2 separate regions of the Canis lupus genome follow, and region 2 is linked to region 1. Evidence: chromatin contacts called from public Hi-C data. All regions are on one chromosome and are shown on one strand. The core of a region is the stretch at or near the end of the contact, and the rest is flanking DNA. Distances in the headings are between cores, read along the strand shown.

Region 1 (2,877 bases), core at 98-2,597:
CACAGAAGGTTCCTTTGGGAACCCCGAGACCAGACCATGGGGCAACCCCAAAACAGCCTGCTGGAGGCTGCTAAACCAAGTAGAAGAGAACCCAGGGCCTCGGCCCACTGGGAGCATCCAGCAGCCAGATGTGTGAATGAAGCCACTTGGAACCTCCCAGCCCAGTGGCCCCTCCAATGACTGACTCCAGAAGGGAATCACACTGCAAAAATTTTCTCCAGCCAATCCTCAGAATCACAAGAAATAATTAATTCTTTTCTTAAGCCACTAAGTTTTGGGGGCACTTTGTCACCCCACAAGAGATACTGAAATACATACCCTTTTGATGAAACAAACGCATTTTAGGTATTTATACCAAAAACAAAAACAAAAAGATAACCAATGATTTAGTTACAAAGGTGCTCTGTGAAGCATTGTTTACGATACAAAATATGAGCATGATCTTAGATTATCCAACAGCAGGAATTAGATAGAATATTATACAATCATTACAAGGTTATTATTGAGGGGCACCTGGGTGGCCCATTTGGTTGAGCAGCTGAATCCTGATTTCGGCTCTGGTCATGGGATCAAGCCCCACATTGGGCTCCACATACGGAGTCTGCTGGAGGATTCTCTGTCTACGTCTCTCTCTGCCCCTCCCTGCTGCTCACGTACTCTCTCTCTCAAATCTTTAAAAAAGTTAGTATTGAGGTATCTTAATGGCAAGATTTCCAGAATTACTATTAATTAGAAAAACAAAATTTCTAAAAGTTATCCACGATCCCATTGGATTATGTGTATTTTAATTACATTTTGAGATGAAATCGGTGGGTCTAATTGATGTGCAACTTCAATTTGATATTGTTAGATTGCTCTCGAAGATGGATGTCACAGTTTCTCTTCCCACCAGCAGTGATGAGCCTTTCTGCTTCTCCGTGTCCCGGTCACGTCTCCCGGCCACCTGCTGACACACGTGAGAGGCAGGTCTGTCCACTCTCGGAGCCGATGTAAGTTAGAGCAAAGGTAGCTCCAACCTTGACTTCACTGAACAGGATTTCCTGGTTTCTCGGCCACCCAGAGACACCTTCCCCTGACCCATTTCTCACCCAAATAAAGGGGCCTGATTTACTCCTGGACTCCCTTCCAGAGAAGGAACATTCAGGTGCATCATGAAAAACCAGCAGGAAGCCAGGCGTCATGCCAGTGGGATGGGACTGCGGCTGGCAGCGGGGGAGTTGTCATGTGTCGACCCGGCACACCAGAAAAGGCTCAGTGAGTCTCGAACACAGTGATTAACTTCTCTTTAATCTCTGCATCACTGAGCAGCCCGGCCAACTGCTTAGCTTCCCCGGCAAGCTCTGCATGAGTCACTGATGTCTTACTGTGGATGTCCTACTGTGGCCTGAGCACATTGCATTTCAGGCAGGTGTGACTGTTCCTTTATGTGCCCTTGAGATACCCAGGGAATGAATAATGCCTGCTGTTCCCCTCCGACACTAACTAAATATTGAATCGACAATGCCTTTTTTTTTTTTTAAACAAAATAATATTGCTCTGGAGTCTTTTTTCTGCTCCATTTCTTTTCTTTTTTCCTGGCCACTGAATCAAGGCTGACAGTCCCTGGGATGTGGGGCAGCTCCTTAAGTAATAGGAAGTTTATTGACTCATGGGTTAATTGAGAAAATCATTTACCAAACCATATGTGGGCATGCTGTGCTAGCAACCCTTGAACTGCCATAAAGACTGGGACCCAGCTGTGGCCTGCTTAGCTCTTTCTTCTAATGTGGGTCAGTCCTTGAACTAGGACAGTCTGCAGGTGTTCCCTTTGTGCTCAGATAGACACTCAACTCTTAGCCCTCGAAAGAAAGAAGTCAGAACAAAGGCCTGCTTGGGCATGTTGGGGCACAGAAATCGGGGAGAGAAAACCCAAACCTTTATCGTGTAGCAGCTGCCTTGTACTCCTCTGACCGTATTATACAATCTGTTACATTCAATTAGAATCACAGAGATCCTGCCTCCCTTCCCTACGATGCTCTAGCTGTGTGTCTTTCAGCAAATCGCCTAACCTCTCTGAGCCTCTGTTTCTCATCCTCTCGGGGCCATTGTGAAGACGAAATGAGGTGAGGAATGGGGATGTGCGGTAGGCAGAATAATGACCCCAGACACACCCAGGTCCCAGGCTCCAGAACCTGTGAGCGTTCCCTCATGTGGCAAGAGGGTGTGATTAAATTAAGGATTTTGAGCTGGGAGGGGATTATCCTGGATTCTCTGGGTTGATCCGGGATAATCACGGGGATCCTTCTAAGAGAGAGGCAGCAGAGGGGATGAGGCCATATAAGCAGAGACTGGAGGGATGTGACCCCGAGCCACGGAATGTCAGCACTTTCTGGAAGCTATGGGAGGCCAGGGACAGATTCGCCTCCAGGGCCCCTCCAACACCTTGACTCAGTGACACCTGAGCCCAGTGGGACGGATTTCACACTCTCGGCTTCCAGAACTGTAAGAGAATGTGTTTTAGGCCACTAAGTCGTGGTCATGTGTTACAGCAGCCAGGAGAAACTAATACGGGATGATGTGTGAATATAAAATCCTGCACACGTGGACAGATTTGCTGCGAGGTAGCCGGAGCCAGGTGAGGACAAAACGCGGAGGGTGTGCCTGACGAGCCAGCAAGGTGTCAGCCCGCAGGTGTCTATTTGCAGGGAGGGGAAGTGCCTCCACAAGGCCGTGCGTGGCTGTGTGGCTGGACTGATGTCTGCGGCCTAACCCTGACTGGTCACCCGGATTTAAGCGCCCATCCAGGGGCCAGAGACTCTGGACAGAGCCCAAGGAATTGTTTTCCAAGGGACTCGGACAGCATCATGGATAGAAACTGAGCTGCTTTGGGGCTTGGTG
Region 2 (2,700 bases), core at 66-2,565, 75 kb after region 1:
AGGATCGCGCCCTGGGCCAAAGGCAGGCGCCAAACCACTGCGCCACCCAGGGATCCCCGAAATTTTTTATATATACCACTTAACTGCACCCTTGTTCTAATAATATATGCAAACTCATGCATGCATATTACAGTGGATAAACTATATTACTATAGCTTGCATGGCATTTTAAATCTCAGGTGAAATTTAGCCAGCTCCTGGGAATCTATAGTGTTTTGTCAATTTGTAGTACTTTGTTTTCAAAGCCGCTAGTATCATACATGAACACAGTATACTAGGAACTATATGGCAATGCATTTGGAATGGTCATATTTAAGGATATCTTCAGCCAGAAGCGAATGAAATAAAGATTCGCACCTGATAGTTACTTCACCACAGTTTTAATAAGTGATTAAATATGTACCCTTTGCTCCCTTTAGAATCTTTAACCATATGAATGTATAACATATTCAAAACTAAATAAACCTAATGAAGGCAGCAGTGAAAAGACTTCACTGTTAATTGGTTGCAGCAAAATTCAGGGATGAAAAACTAAGTTTGTCAGACTGCCAGACACAATAGTAGGTTACAAAAATAGTGAGTTCCACTTATTAAAGAAATACGGCCTTTCCTTTTGATATTCTGCATTTTTATTTTTATTTTTTTATCTTCCGAAAATACGTGGGATGATCCCTAGCATTGATTGAGAATATACCCTTAAATAGAATGGCAGAGCTGGTTCCCTTGCAGTTGGAGCACTGCATTCCAGTTTAGGCTGGCCTGAGTCTTCAAGTGGCAAAGCTTTGGTGACAGAACTGGTTTCTTAGTGGAAATGGTTGTTGACTGTCATTGCTTTAACCTCACTCCTAAAAATGCATTGCTTTGGGGAAGAACTTGCACATGTATGCTGCATGGCTCTTGCTTCTGCTCTGTGGTGTGTGTGTGTGTGTGTGTGTGTGTGTGTTTTGTTTGTTTTTCAGAGAATAAAGTCTCACACTGAGTTACTAACTTTGTTGTTAATGTTTGACTGTGTCTGACCACCACTCGTCTTTGCAGGAGCATTCCAGCTGTCCTTCAGAACCCAAGCACACTTTCCGCTCTGCCAGTGCAACAGCCGCCACCTCACATTCCACAGCCTCTCGCAGCAACTCTTTGGTCTCAAGCTTTACCATGGAGAAGCGAGGATTTTACGAATCTCTTGCCAAGGTCAAGCCAGGGAACTTCAAGGTCCAGACTGTCTCTCCAAGAGAACCAGCTTCCAAAGTGACTGAACAAGCTTTGCTAAAACCTCAAAGTAAAAATGGCCCTCAGGATAGAGACTGTGACCCAGTGGACTTGGATGACGCGAGCCTTCCGGTCAGTGACGTGTGAGACGGAAGCGCGTGGAGCCTTGCCTGCCTCCTCGGCCCTTCTAGCCAAAGATGATAAAGGATGAAATGGTTTTTAATACATATATTATACTGCCTCTTTGATGTACTCTTTATAAGCTGATAAACCAAGAATCTAGGGAGTGGCCAAACTAAATGTAATTTCTTTAAAAAAAAATGAAAAACAATGAACGAATGCAAGAAAAAAACCTAAGTGTTTCAGTATCAACTGTCTGAGGCTTTGTGTGCTCTCTTTTGGGTGATAAAAATGTGTGTGGTATTTTTTCCTAGTGAATTTGACAATTGTTTAACAACTTAAAACATTAAAAATGCTTATTAATTATTTTGGTTGTTTTTAAAATGCTTAGACTTCCTCTTAGATGCTTGATATTTACATATTCTTACTGGTTAATATTATTGAATGAAATATTGTCAGACTAAGATATCTAAAATCATGATGTCTGTGGTGCTGTAAAATTTATACTACAATGTGGACAATTTGGAAACGATAACCATTTTTGATGCTCTGGATCTCAAGGTGGGTGGCAGGTGTTATGTAGAGGGTATCATTGGACCTGTTAGTGAGGGTTGTAGGTTGCATGGGGTTGGAAATTAGAACTCACACAACCATGTCTTGGATGTGTGTTTGAACAAACTTAGGACTTGGAGCAGTCTTTGCTTTATGAAACAGTTAAAGTGATTTGGTATGAAATTTCTGGGAGAGATCTGATTTTCATATCAAGGTTTTATAAATAGTTCTTATTTCTATATTTGGATCAGTGAAAGACCTCAAGTTTATATGTAAAGACATACTGCCCTTGGCCATGTGATTGCAGCCTCTCCTTTTTGTCACTAATTAACCTATATTCAAGTGCCTGTGTCTTCTCATCTAGTTGGAGAATGTCGTTGGATTAATGTGCTCAAAAGTCCTACATGATTGGTTTTAAACATTGGGGTAAAATTAATTTTCAGTACCATAGTTTAATGTGCTAATTGAGATATCCTTTTATGTTGGAGATGCCAGAATGCGTTTATTCTACTACCCGTGCAATATATATGTTGTAAAATACAAATTTGAGTATACATTTAGTCACTGGGATATCATAAATGTAAGCACCACTCTAAAAAACCCGTAGTTTCAAGTGTCTGAATAATAGACCAGTTTGAAGTATCATTTTTATGGTTGAGTCTTAAACATTTGCTTTAAGAAAATAGTCTTGAATTTCACATGCTGCTATTTTTATGATATTTTGCCATCCTACTGTGCTGTTTTGTTTTGAATTCATATGTGTCATTGTTTCTCCTTTCCATTTTCTAAGATGATGTCTCGTTTGAGAGAGAACGGGAGAGATTT

What was found. A called contact is a pair of places that touch in the nucleus more often than the background predicts.
Region 2: a Hi-C map of skin fibroblasts shows a contact between it and region 1, with 2.7 times the contacts expected there. The contact joins two enhancer-like sites. A contact is called at or near these places in 5 of 9 Hi-C or Micro-C datasets (amygdala, blood, liver and 1 more).

The regions. Positions count from the first base shown.
Region 1 is chr28:32,297,409-32,300,285 of UU_Cfam_GSD_1.0, forward strand. It overlaps BTBD16 (BTB/POZ domain-containing protein 16), which reads left to right. Exons shown (of 16, transcript XM_038578994.1): 16 at 851-2,877. The coding sequence ends at 898. Among named protein-coding and RNA genes, the nearest start is that of PLEKHA1, 21 kb to the right of the region's middle. Within about 2 kb of position 1,348, at least 3 of the 20 cell types and tissues checked have an H3K27ac peak or open chromatin away from gene starts, as enhancers often do.
Region 2 is chr28:32,372,661-32,375,360 of UU_Cfam_GSD_1.0, forward strand. It overlaps PLEKHA1 (pleckstrin homology domain-containing family A member 1), which reads left to right. Exons shown (of 12, transcript XM_038578998.1): 12 at 1,036-2,700. The coding sequence ends at 1,350. Among named protein-coding and RNA genes, the nearest start is that of HTRA1, 25 kb to the right of the region's middle. Within about 2 kb of position 1,316, at least 4 of the 20 cell types and tissues checked have an H3K27ac peak or open chromatin away from gene starts, as enhancers often do.